Linked DNA regions of Sus scrofa: region 1 is linked to region 2. Evidence: chromatin contacts called from public HiChIP or PLAC-seq data. All regions are on one chromosome and are shown on one strand. The core of a region is the stretch at or near the end of the contact, and the rest is flanking DNA. Distances in the headings are between cores, read along the strand shown.

What was found. HiChIP or PLAC-seq counts read pairs in DNA pulled down with a chosen protein or histone mark.
Region 1: an H3K27ac HiChIP or PLAC-seq map of skeletal muscle shows a contact between it and region 2, with 5 times the contacts expected there. The contact joins two enhancer-like sites. A contact is called at or near these places in 1 of 5 promoter capture datasets (liver), 3 of 47 Hi-C or Micro-C datasets (liver and skeletal muscle) and 2 of 2 datasets of contacts at active chromatin or transcription factors (alveolar macrophages and skeletal muscle).

Annotation. Positions count from the first base shown.
Region 1 is chr2:47,337,470-47,344,188 of Sscrofa11.1, forward strand. No RefSeq gene overlaps it. Among named protein-coding and RNA genes, the nearest start is that of MICAL2, 39 kb to the left of the region's middle. Within about 2 kb of position 3,137, at least 5 of the 83 cell types and tissues checked have an H3K27ac peak or open chromatin away from gene starts, as enhancers often do. A contact at or near this core is called in skeletal muscle, where this site is marked.
Region 2 is chr2:47,177,982-47,184,777 of Sscrofa11.1, forward strand. MICAL2 (F-actin-methionine sulfoxide oxidase MICAL2) reads right to left here. Exons shown (of 38, transcript XM_021083313.1): 9 at 4,449-4,549. Among named protein-coding and RNA genes, the nearest start is that of MICAL2, 120 kb to the right of the region's middle. Within about 2 kb of position 3,195, at least 18 of the 83 cell types and tissues checked have an H3K27ac peak or open chromatin away from gene starts, as enhancers often do. A contact at or near this core is called in skeletal muscle, where this site is marked.

The DNA.
Region 1 (6,719 bases), core at 1,887-4,386, 160 kb after region 2:
CCCCCAGAGCCCAAGTTGTTACCTACAACTCCTTCCAGCCTCCCCTCAGAGAGCGTTTTGTTTCTATGACTTGGCTCCCCTGACTCCATGCGAAACCCCTCATCGTGGGGGTGCGTGCTCCTTACTCAGCTGTTCCCAGGCCACCACCTCCCAAGGCTCCTCCTTTCTGGAAGTTCAATCCCCTCTCTTACCTGGGCTCCCTGACCACTCTCCCCCAACTTTTAGGATGCAGCCCCACCTTCCTTGATGACTTCAGTTTCTGCTTCACAGATTTGCTTTGCTCCCCACCAAACTCCATATGAAAAATGCACTTACTATGTGTCCCTACTAGGGACCAGGCACACAGTAGGGATGCAAAGTAGGATGAGCTCTTTCCTAGGGCTCTGTAGCAAATTGCCACTTTGTGGCTTAAAACAGTATAAGCTTACTATCCTATAGTCCTGGAGATCAGAAACCTGAAATGCACATCATAGGGCTAAAATCAAGGTGTCTGCAAGGCTTGCATTTCTTCTGGAGAGTCTAGAAGAGAATCCATTCCTTTGCCTCTGAAGCTTTTAGAGGCTGCCTACAGTCCTTGCCTTTCAGCCTCTTTTTCCACATCCAACGCCACCAGTGTACCATCTTCAGATCTCTTTCTGACTCTCCTGCCTTCCTCTTCCACTTCCAACAACTCTTGCAATTATGCCCAGATTATCCAGTAAAATGTCCTTATCTTAAGATTCTTAATCACATCTGCAAAGTCCCTTTTGCATGTAAGGTAACATACAGGTTCTGGGCATTAGGACATGGGCATCTGGGCATCTTTGGAAGGCCATCAAGCTGCCTGCCCAAGTTTTTTTTTTTTTTTTTGGTCATGCCTGCAGCATGCAGAAGTTCCTGAGCTACAGCAGTAACCAGAGCCACAGCAATGACACTGGATCCTTAACCCACTGAGCCACCAGGGAACTCTGAAGTTACATATTTATAGCAGATTCTGCTATTCTTAACATATATTCATATATTCTCATCTCACTGGACACACACTTCTTGCCTTGTATTCAGGTGTGATGACCATGCAATGGAGTTGTGGCCAATGGGGAGTAAACAGAAGGAATGGGCACCACTTACAGACCCAGCCACAAAACCCTCTTAGAAGCCTCCACGCTTTTCCCGTGCGTGAGCTGAATCCGAGAACCCAGGGGAAGGGGAAGCCACAGGGTATAAGAACTCAGGATCCCTGAAGTGGAACTGTCTCCCTGCTGACTCACATTGCATTTCGACATAAATGAAGACATTGAAATGTGAGGGATCTTTGCTAGTGGTTAGCCAAACACTGACAATGCACAAATACTTTCAAAGAACTTACCTAAGCGTTATTTCATACAGTTTATATGGTATTTGATTGTGCAAGTAGATATCACATTTACTTATAATTATAAGTTGATCTGTGACATAGACGGAACAAGAAGGTCACTTGATAAACACAAAAAAGGGAAATCAGGAATTGTGTGACTCAGCTGTGGGCAGCCTCTGCATCTGACTTATTTCCATGTTTTGTATTGATGGGTTGTACCTTATCGAGGAAACCCTCATCAACACAAAGAAGTAACTGCAAACAGGAGTTCCCGTTGTGGTGCAGCGGAAACGAATCCGACTAGGAAATGAGGTTGCGGGTTCAATCCCTGGCCTTGCTCAGTAGGTTAAGGATCTGGCGTTGCTGTGAGCTGTGGTGTAGGTTGCAGAGGTGGCTCGGATCCGGCATTGCTGGGGCTTCGGCCGAGGCCGGCAGCTGTAGCTCCGATTAGACCCCTAGCCTGGGAACCTCCACATACCACTGATGCAGCCCTAAAAAGACAAAAGAAATAACTGCAAACAGTAGCCAGTGTATTTTAACCTCCTGTAATCTCCACATACTCTTCACTAAACAGAGATCTTCAGAAAATTTTGATTCCGAGGTCAACCCAGAAACTAGTTACTGAGTCACACAAGTTAATATTTTGAATAGCTTCTACACCGATTTATCTTTATGTTGTTTACTTTCTAAAGGCTCAAAGACAATTTACCCAAAACCTGCAGTATAAGTGAAACCACAACCAGCCAAACAAGAACAACAAGATATGAGCCCAGTGGTCAAGCACCTGGAGTTTGGGATTTCACGGGTGGAGAAACAGGGGAATGTGTGTGGGTGAGTGTGTGTATGTGTGTGTGTGTGGTGGGGGTGGGCAGGGGGCAGGAGTAGGCAGAAAGATCTTATGATCTTGGAAACACGTGACCTATTTTCCGAAATGGTCCTTCTGGGCAGATGATGGAAGGATCTGACATCTAGATGACCCTGTACCTCGCTAAAGTAAGAGCTGAGGGTTGTTCTCATCACTTAAGCAGAGAACAGAACCTGGGAACCCAGAGCCAATGTACACAATCATTGACAGGAAGGCTGGGGAGGGCTGGGACCCCAGAGCGGTCTGTTCTAGGCAGTGGTCAGTATCTTACCTGTGACTCCTTATGGAAGATTGAGTCTGTGGCTCATCAGGTTGGGTGGACAGTGAGTCCTGAGGAGCCCCTGTTGCTTCTGGCACCAAAAGAAGTAGAAAGTTCTGGAAGGCCAGCCAACAAGCAGGCAAGACAAGTGTGAGATATATCCCCACTGGGGATCCCAGGACTGCAAGAGAAGGCAGCTTCTCCCCAACTCGCCTGGGCAACCCACAGCAAGAAGAACCCACGAAGGGAAGAAGGATGTTTCCATTGATGGAGCTCATTCTATGCCAAGCTCTATGCTCTGCCTTTTACATGAAGTTCAATGGACCAACAATCCTGTGTAGTAGGTACTTTTAATCTCCAATTTAGAGATAGGGGATGGAGTCTTAGCAAGATTGGAAAGTCAGCCCCAAGAGCACATGGCCGATCGCAGCAGAGCTGGCCCTGAAGGGCAGCTGCCTGAGCCAAGTCCATGAGCTCAGACACCTGTTGAGGGGGTAAGGCTCTGGCTACACACACACACACACCCACCACACACACCACCACACACACACACACACACACACGCCACCCCTGCGGGATCCCTTTCCTCTGACTGAAATAGACCTGGAGAGGGAGGCACTGGGACTTTCAGCACCACAATTAAAGCTATAAATGCTAGCAGGGTGCAAAACCACTGACCTTGGCCAGCGCTGAGACAGGGAGCTGTAAAGCCAGGGTACACGGCGTGCGCTGGTGGCGCTCACTCCAGGTACCAGGGAGGTGGACACAATGTGCTCCCATCTTCATCACCTTCCAGGCCTCAGATTTCACAGGTCCAATGACACAGACCTTCCGGAACAGCGCAAGGGCCCTCAGAACACTCTGAACTGCTCATTGTTTACACAACAGCGGCTGCTATGAGCTTCTCAGGGTTTATCACTGTGTAACCTCCCACATTCGATGTGGGGAGAATGGGGCACCAAGACATTTATGCCTAAACCAGGATTCAGACACTAGTGAGAGCTGAAAAACTGGTGGGCCACGATCCCCAAGCCTGTCCCCTAAATATCCATTGCATGGATGGTGGGCTCCAATTAAAAGTAGCACATAGGCGGCAGAGTTCTTGTTATGGCACGGCAGAAATGAATCCAACTGGTATCCATGAGGATGCAAGTTCGATCCCTGGCCTCGATCAGTGGGTTAAGTATCTGGCATTGCCATCAGCTGTGGTGTAGGTCGCAGACACGGCTCGGATCCTGCATTGCTGTGGCTGTGGCGTAGGCCAACAACTGTAGCTCCGATTCCAGCCTGGGAGTTTCCATATGCCACAGATGTGGCCCTAAGAAGCAAAAAAAAAAAAGAAAAAAAAAAAAAGCAGTACATAGGTGTGATAAACATCTTTCAGGTAAATATTGACTTCGCTTCTGGTGGGGCAGGGGGCCCTGCCATGTGTGGACCAGGTGAGCAGTGGGGATGTCAGAGAATTCACTGGTGGCAGAAACATCCTAATCCACTCCCCAAATCTAGTGTTTCATCTACCAGGGCACCTCACAGAGTCCCCTGGTCATGAGCCCAGAATAGGGCTTCTCTCTTTCATGGAGGGCAGATCCCAATTTCAACAGGCCCTCAACAGCCAATCTCCTAAGGTTTTGTTTCTGTGTATTTGCTGTGTGACAGTCTGAGGTTTTAAGTCACCTTTTCTTTCTAAGGGACATTGAGAGTTGTCCGAGCCCCAGCAGCCCAACCAGGGTTTCACAGATGATGAAACCCATTCTGTTCCTTTTCTCTGATGAAGCTGTTGTCCAAGCCACCAGTCCCCTCAACCCTCCCCTGTAAAATATGTCAAACCAGGATGATTTTCAGAATGATATGGAAGTGTAGAAATTTGCCATGAGACATGACTTGGGGACAGTTTATTAGACTGGAGATGGAATGGGAATGTGTACTTTTTCCCAAAAATGTTGGTATTTTTATTGCAAAAATGTTTTTTTTTTTTTGAAAATTAAATAGCATATATACATATTGGCTTTTCCTGGGCAGTTAGTTTTAGTGTTGAATGTTTTATTTAGAAACTTTTACAAATCCCTAAGAGACGGAAAGTGGGGGCTGCTGGAAGAGGGGAGGATGGAAAAGAAAGTTGCCGTTGGCCCTGAACACGTGCTAACTGAAGGATGGATGGATGTTGGATGAATGAATGAATGAATGAGACCATCGGAGGTCCTATCATGGCGCAGCAGAAACGGATCCGACTAGGAACATGCAGTTGCAGGTTCAATCCCTGGCCTTGCTCAGTGGGTTAAGGATCTGGTGTTGCCATGAGCTGTGGTGTAGGTTGCAGATGCAGCTCGGATCTGGTGTGGTTCTGGCTGTGGCATAGGCCAGCAGCTGTAGCTCCAATTAGACCCCTAGCCTGGGAACCTCCATATGTCACGGATGTGGCCCTAAAAAGACAAAAAGGAAAAGAAAAAAGAAATTATCAATGCACAGTGGATCTAAGGTATCCTTGCTCCTCCCTTCCTTTTTGAGCACCTGCAAAATAGCATCCAGAAATCTTAATACTTTAACATTCACAGGTTCAGGCCTCAGGCCCATCTTGAGGGGCTGAACACCACCAAGGGGCACAGGCCAGAGCAGCAGCTGACGTGGGCCAGGTGGCCCCAGCAGACTCCAGCCCTTCCCTGCCTGGGTTATTAAGCCCAGCCACGTGGTTTCCACGTGGTTTCCTCCTGGGTTCCCAGAGCGACCCACCAAGGAGGCAGAGTTCGGCTCAGTCCTCTTGTGCGCTTGGGTCCTGCCCCTGTGGCTGAAAGAGCCCCTGCGGCCAGTAGGTGGAGGGGCAGTCAGGAGGGATGTACCAGGGGGCCATCAGTGTGAGATGCTGCGCCAAGCTTGGGGGAGCTGAGCAGGTGCAGAGTCCCAGCCAGTTTGCTGACCTTCAGAAACTCACTCACGCAAAACCCTGGGGCACTCTGTTTTCTTTCCCTACTAGGCATTAAAACTGCTGAACTTTGACTTGCAGATTAACGCATGAAAATAATATGAATATTGTACATCAGTTTTCAAATGCAACTTCCCCCCTGTCAAATCTGATTGGTAGCCGCTCCTTAAGGGTCCAAGCCCCCCAGTGCCCTGCCCCTCCACCAAGTAAGCACTATCCTTGATGGAGAGAAAGAGCGGGTCCCCTTCTCTGTCCAGGGGCACCATGCCTTTCACCCTGCCTTCAGTCCCACACCTCTCACTTTGGTCCAGAGAATCTTGGGGGTGGGGGCAAAGTCAGTAGAGCCATTTGCCGCTCCCCCAAATCTGGGGGCCCCTACTTGCAGCTGCTTATAATTGGAAAAATTGAGCAAGGAGCAGAGTTGGAACTGGTTTAAACCATCAATCCTCAGTTACATCGATTGACTCATTTCCTACCTAAAAACTCTGCATGTGAAGAAGAGATCTAAATATTTGTTGGGGGGAGTTCCTGTCATGGCTCAGCGGTAACGAACCTGAGGAGTATCCATGAAGATGCAGGTTTGAACCCTGGCCTCATTCAGTGGGTTCAAGATCTAGCATTGCCATGAGCTTGGTATAGGGTGCAGACGCGGCTCGGAGCTGGTGTGGCTGTGGCTGTGGGGTAGGCCGGCAGCTGCAGCTCCGAATTCAGCCCCTAGCCTGGGAACTTCCAAATGCCATGGGTGCGGCCCTAAAAACATAGATAGATAGATAGATAGATAGATAGATAGATAGATAGATAGATAGATAGATAGATAGATAGATAGATAGATAGAGTGTTGGGGGAAGAGGGTTTCAAAATCGGCAAACTGTCAAGACTTGCTAAGGGTCTCGAAAGAGTTAGCCTAGCTTGTTGAGGGTCTGTGACCCATTAGAGCCCTTTGGAGGAGGATAGCTAGGGTGACACAGGTGATACCTGGAAGAAAGCTGAAAGAAACAGTGACATTCATCCTGGAAAGCATGAAGGGAGCCACTGTTTTCACATCCCTGGATGGCTCCGATGGGGAGGAGGAGTGGACTTATTCAGAAGGGGCCCTGCAAGTGAAGACAGGAAGGAAGGCCACATGGAGATAAAGGCAGCCAGCTGAGGAAGAGCCAATGGCCAAGAGCTTTGCAGGACGGGCTGTGGTGAGTTCCCCACCCCTGGAAGCATCCAAATATTTATTCTTTCATTTATTCTGCCAACATATACGTATGGCAGCCCAGCAATACTTTGAGGGCCAGACAGTTGAGATTCCTTCTGCCAGGGAGCTTTTATTTTAGTGGGGAAGACAAAAAGTTTATTA
Region 2 (6,796 bases), core at 1,945-4,444:
GGACTTGGGGTGGGTTTGCAGAGAGGCTAATCAAAACAGAAATAGAAAATCAGGGCCAAGGGAATAAAGAGGAACCAAATCAGCCATCTGTGAGCATTAAGAGAGTTGTGATGAAGGATCAAATTTGGCGTTGAGCTTCCTGGCATCCAAAGCAAAAGGGAAATGTGATATATTACAGGGCTTTCCTTTATCAGAAAGAAGGAAGCACAGAAATTCCTTGGGGAGGCAATTTTTTCCTGGCAGTAAATTCTCAAAGAACTGTCTGACAGAGGAATTTTGATAGAGAACATTGTGTCATAATGAGCAGTGAACTCAATAGCGATCTTGCAGCAGATACAGAAGCTCATTTCCTAGGGCTGCTTCTTCTGATAACTTTGAATAAAAAGTAAAACACAGAAGAGTCAATAAGAGTAATTTTATAATGGACTAAGCTAAGCTACAGGGGTCCAGCAATGCTGTGGTGAGTGGTCAAATGAGTCCAAAAAAGAACCAGATGCCTGGTCTGACTCTTCAATCGTTCTCGGTTTATCCCTGCTCTCTACAGGCTGAGGGCTGCTCAGGGCCCTGCCCTGCTCTTGGAGTGTGAATTGTTACACTTCCCTGCTGGGGCGGGGGGTGGGGTGGGGTGGGGGAGAACCCTGAGCTTGGAGGACTAGGACTAGAGGGACCCTGGCCATGAACTCTTGGACGTCACCCAGAGACAAAGCTGCTCCTTGTGTGGCTACAAAGACGAAAAGACTATCTTTCCCAAAAGGTGATACTGAAAGTGCAAATCCCTTGGGCTGGGGCGTGGGGGCAGGGAACCAGCCTGTAAGACCAACTCGGGCCTTGGGGTCAGTGAGATCAACAGGTCATATTCCATCTCTGCTGTTTACTGATTATGTCAACTTGGGCAAGTTATGGAACGTCTCAGAGTTTCCGTAGTCTTCTTTGTAAAATGAGAATATCAAAATCTCCTGCACAGACTCATGGGAAGAGCAAATGAGACCGTGTATGTGAACTCCCCAGCCTGATGCCTGGGAACCGGGACGTGCTCAGTGAATGGGAATTCCTATCCCTAATTAAGTCAGGATGGTACAAACCACAGCATATGGCAAAGTGCATCTTGGACATCAGCAGGAGCATTTATAAAGGTCTTAGAAGGCACAGCCTCACCTACAAACAGTGACCTAGTGTCCATTTTCCTAACAGCCATGATTTCCCAGAAATTCTAATATGTCCACATCTGAACCATGTCACCTAAATCGAATCCAGCGCTGGCCCCTTTGTCAGGTCATGGCCTTCAGGCTGGGGCTCCTGTTATTCTCTTTCCTTTCTCAGACCTGTTCTTACATCACAGGTACACTCCCTCCCTGAAGGTGTGGATGAATGAAGTGAGAGATTTCAGAAATACCCCCTCTTCAAAACAGGCCACAAGCACCCTTGCGAGGACCAGGTGATGGACAAGTGCGGATATTGTACTACGAAGGCAGCCCTTGGTGCGGATGCCACACGCAGGAGTGTGGGGACCTGGCCAAGGGGCAGACACCCCCGGGATGACAGCCACCTGGCCCAGGGCTGCTGGGAGGGGCCTTGCAGGGTAGGAGGTCCCCGGTGAGTGAGTGGATGGCAGAGGCAGATTTGTAGGGAGCTGGTGAGAATGAAGATGAGAGAGAAAAATGGGGTCAGGACTATAATAAAGTAGGCAGAGCTGAAAAGGAGCACTAAATGAAGATAAAGCCAGTGGTGAATTGGGGCCCCATCTTCAGGCCTGGGGAACTGAAGAGAGGCTGGATCCTAGATGGAGGTGGGACAGTAAAAAGGGAAGCAGCAACATGAGAGAAGGCTGGGGAATCCTATAGGAATCTTTCCAAGCGTGGAGGTGGGAAAGGCTGTGGACCAGAAGAAAAGGTCAGGCGATGCTTGTTCACTGCTTCTAAAGAGGGTCAACTTCGCATCAAAGACCAGTGTGATGTGTATCTGTCCACTTCAACCACCTGGCAAACAAGCTCCCTCCTACTGAGGTCAGACCAAGCCTGCATGTGCATGGGCCAGTAGAGGTAGGGTCCAGGAGGGATGCTCTCCTGGGGGGAGCAAGATGGCCACAGTTGGGAGCCCAGAGGCAGGGTTTCCTGAGGAGAAACTTTACTCTCCCGGCAGTAGTCACAGAAAGAAGTCTGGAGATCAGCAGGAATCCCTGAGGAAGAAGGTCAGTCAGTCATTCAACAAACATTCCCTCAGCACCTTGTGTGTCTTAAGAAAGATGCAGACTTATACAGGGACAAGAAAACAGAGGACTTGCCATTCCTCTGGGAGCAAGAGAAGAATGTTAATTTAAGTAGTTCAGTGTAGACAGATCAACTTCCAGCTTAGGCAAATGCTATAGAACTTGGCTAGACACCTGGAGAGTAAAGTCAGGGCTCCTGAACCAAATGGTGTCCAGTTCTCCCACGTCCATCCATGGCCTCCAATTTCTAGAGTTTATATACTATACCCAGAGACCCTTCTGCACCAGCTCAGAAGATGCTCAGAGATGCTCTGAGGGAGAAGACAGGCCTTGGTGAGAACAACCACAGGCCTGGGATCTGTTCCCAGCTCCTGTAGCCATGGCAGGACCAGAGCGAGGCATTCCCACCTACCTGTGCCATGACACAGAACCTGGGACAGGAGCATAGAGGGGCTCTGATGAAAGCCAAGGAATCAAGTTACCATGGCAACATGTTGTGGCCAGGACAAAGACCCTGAGATGACCTGGAGGAACCTCAGCATCCCAAGAGGCCAGAGTCCTTGGCTAGTGAAATAGGAACCCCAAGTCAAACTTGGCCTGACTCCCCAGGGGTGGGCCTGCAAGAGCCTCCCAATCCCCTCCTCTGTGCCTGCACCCTAGACCCCAATTAGTTCTTCACTATCTGACACAGGCATCCCAACCAACAGGGGAGGTAACTTTGGGAGGGACACCTGTGGAGCAGAGGGAAAAAGGGGAACATGGCCTCGCCTCCCACAGACCGGGTCAGCAGGGGGGCACCAGATGTTGAAACCCACTGCTCACACATCTGCTGATTGTGCTACGTCAGTGTCATGAAACCCCCACTCCTCCCAATCCCACCCCATTCCTAACCTCCGGTCCAGCGACTCAGGCTCTCAGCAAAGGCCTGAGCTGATGTGGAGGAGGCCCAGGGGAGGGCTGGGTTACTAATGCCGCCCAGCCGGCTGCCAGCACAAGCTGGCGTGAGGACAGGCACATTCTTCTCTGACAAGCAGCAATGAATGGTCACCGTGCTGCCTGGGCTGCAGGCCGACACCGGAGAGCCGGTTGACCTTGGACTGCACGATCCTTATCTTGAGGCTATAGCAGCAGCAACAGGAATAGGGGCTCAGGGAGGGTTGAAGCCCAATCAAAGAAGCTGCCGTCCCAGGGCCGGCCACTCCATGTGCTCCTTTGTTGCAGCCCTGCTCTCTTGTTTGAGCATGAAAAGTGCACAGACAGGAAGCAGGGGCCAGGGAGCCAGCAGGACAAAAAAGCAGGTGTCCAAACCAGGCAGAGAAGTAATGGAGGGAATTGCCAAACCGACTTCAGGCCAAGTGCTCTTTACACATTTAAAAACTTATTCCTCTGAACAGCCCTTTTATTATTTATTTATTTGTGTTTCATCTTTTTAGGGCCTCACTCGTGGCATATGGAGGTTCCCAGGCTAGGGGTCGAATGGGAGCTATAGCTGCCAGCAGATGTCACAGACACAGCAACACCAGATCCAAGCTGAGTCTATGACCTACACTGCAGCTCATGGCCACCCTGGGTCCTTAATCCACTGAGCGAGGCCAGGGATCAAACCCATGTCCTCATGGATACTAGTTAGGTTCGTTAACCACTGAGCCACGACAGGAACTCCTGAACAGCCCTTGTAGACAGAAATTCTTATTCCCATTCTCCAGATGAGAAGACCGAGGTACAGAGAAGGCAAGCAGTTTAGTCACAGTCTTGAGTTAGAGACGGGCCCAAGCCGAGATTGAACTTGAGTCTTCTGAAGTGCAGTAGAGCTTTCCCCCACACCGTGACAACGGGGTGGCAGTGTGACGTTCACAAGGGAAAGTGCCTGTGTCCCACTAGGACAAGAAGCCCCCATCTTGCCTCCGAGTGATGTGTGACCCGCAGCAAAGGCGGCAGGGATAAATGAGAGATGTGGAAGGTAAAGACTCAGCTTGTCTCTTAGTGGAAAAAGCCCACCCTAACACCTGGCTGAGGCTCTAAGCATTGCCCCCAGCCCAGCTCTGCAGAATCACTTCTGCCTGAATTTGTCCGTGTGGGCTCCCACACCCAACACACACGCACCACCAAGGAGAAGGAAGTGGGGGGGTGGGGGGTGGTTGGTCCTTGCTCAGTCTCTGGCAGGATGACATCTGTTCCCCCTGATGCTGCCAGCCCAGGTCACAAAGGGAAAGACAGGACCTCACAGCCAGGAGATACATACATTAATGATGACACCTTTGTCAAGCAAGCTCTGCTTCTTGGCGGTCATGACAAAATAGTGGGTGCAGTCCTTGTAGTAAACAATGTTCTCAAGATCAATTCCTGAAAAGAGAAGGTGGATGGGCTCAGTATTACTTCTTCGGTGCCTTCTGTGTGTCAAGAGCTCTGCTTTGCCTCGATAAAAGTCTCATTACTTACCTGCAGCATATTCATGTTTATCAGACATACTGGTGGGGCAAAGATAAAACCTCACCCAAGTCAACATAGCTAGCTTTCACAGTCCCACAAAGTTACGATTCCTTTTCTTTTTTCTTTCCTTTTTTTTTTTTTGGTCTTTTTAGGGCCACACCTGAGGCATATGGAAGTTTCCAGGCTAGAGGTGGAATCAGAGCTGTGGAACTGGCCTACACTACAGCCACAGCAACGTCAGATCCAAGCCAATTCTGCAAGCTACACCACGGCTCACAGCAACGCTGGGTTCTTAACCCACTGAGCGAGGCCGGGGATTGAACCTGTGTCCTCATGGATGCTCGTCAGATTGGTTTCCGCTGAGCCAGGACAGGAACTCCCTACTCCTTTTCTTTTTAAAGGGAGATATAATATTGTGTAAGTTTAAGGTGTACAACATGTTGATTTGATACATAAGTGTATTGCAATATGATTAAGCCACTATTTCTTTTAAAAGTCATAAGGCCCTTCAGGGCTGTGGACCAGTATTTCGAGTCAGAGTTGAGTACATGCTGCAAGGAGGCACAGTGCTGTCTGTGGCATAGCAGCTAAGTGGCGACAGAATTAGGATCTGAACCTCAGCCTGTCGGATTCCAAGTCCCATTCACAGTGGCTTCGATGTGGCCAGAGATGCAAAAGAGCTGTGGGACTTCTCCAAAGACTGCTAAAGCATTTTTCTACCATCTTCCTGCTGTGTGCGAAAACCCACATACCCTGGTAGGAACAACTCAATTAGAGGACTGGGTTATATCTTTTTGGGCTTTTCACCAATTGCAAAACACTTTATAGACTAGGTTTCTGCATTTAAAGCAATGCTGTAGATGAGAGCTAAGGCAGTATTTCTCAAAGTCGGATCCCCAGCCAGCAGCAGAAGCATTACTGGAGAACTTCCTAGAAATGCAAATGATGGGGTCCTAGGAGTTCCCATCGTAGCTCAGTGGTTAATGAACCCTACTAGTATCCATGAGGATGCAGGTTCCATCCCTGGCCTTGCTCAGTGGGTTAAGGATCCAGCATTGCTGTGAGCTGTGATGTAGGTCGAAGATGTGGCTGGGATCCCACGTTGCTGTGGCTGTAGTGTAGGCTGGCAGCAGCAGCTCTGATTCGACCCCTAGCCTGGGAACTTCCACATGCCACAGGTGCAGCCCTAAAAAGACCAAAAAAAAAAAAAAAAAAAAATTGGGGGCCTGACCCCAGACCTACTGAATGGGAAACTCTAGTGGTCTGGCCAGCCATGTGTGCTTGAACAAGCCTTACAAGTGACTCTGATTCACCCTCAAGTTTGAGAACTACTGGTTTGGCTTTTTTTTTTTGAAGGGTAAAGGCAACTTATCGGCCGTTACCAGAGAGGCATATGGGGTAACCATGGAAACACCTTTATTACTGTTACATAGGAAACAGCCATCAAGGCAGAGGGCCCCCCAGAAGATCCAAGGAAATTCATCACTGTCACTCTGTGAGGGACATTGCTGTTGAACAATGGCAAAGGTGAGGACCACAGCAAAGTGAAAAAGGAAGCTCATTGAAACATTCGGAAAAACACACACAATGTCCTGTCATAATTTGTATTTGGTGGTTTATTTAAGCATTTATTTTCCTGTTTTTTTAGGTGGGGGGGGGCTAGAGAACTCCTAAATCATTCAAAATGACATAATATGCTGAAAGGAAATACTTTCTTTTTTTTTTTATAATTTTTTTTATTTTCCCACTGTACAGCAAGGGGGTCAGGTTATCCTTACATGTATACATTACAATTACATTTTTCCCCCCACTCTTTTTTTTTTTTTTAAAGTAGAATAATGCCACCCTGGTGACACTCAGAGGGCCATGCAGTGGACACACATCACTGGGGCCAGTGAGAGGCAGAATCTGGCTCAATAACTAATCCCCTTTCTAGAAAACTCTCTTATGGAAATAACCCAACAGAAGCAGTTTTATTGGTAACAGTAAATAACTGAAAGGTTTAAATCAGAGGTCCACAAGCTTTTTCCATAAAGGGCCAAAGAGTAAATATTTGGGCTTTGTGGCCCATCCGGTCTGTGTCACAAGACCTCATAGTGGAGCAGCCACAGGCACCACGGTAAACACCAGCCTGGCTGCATTCCAGTAAACCTGTATTCA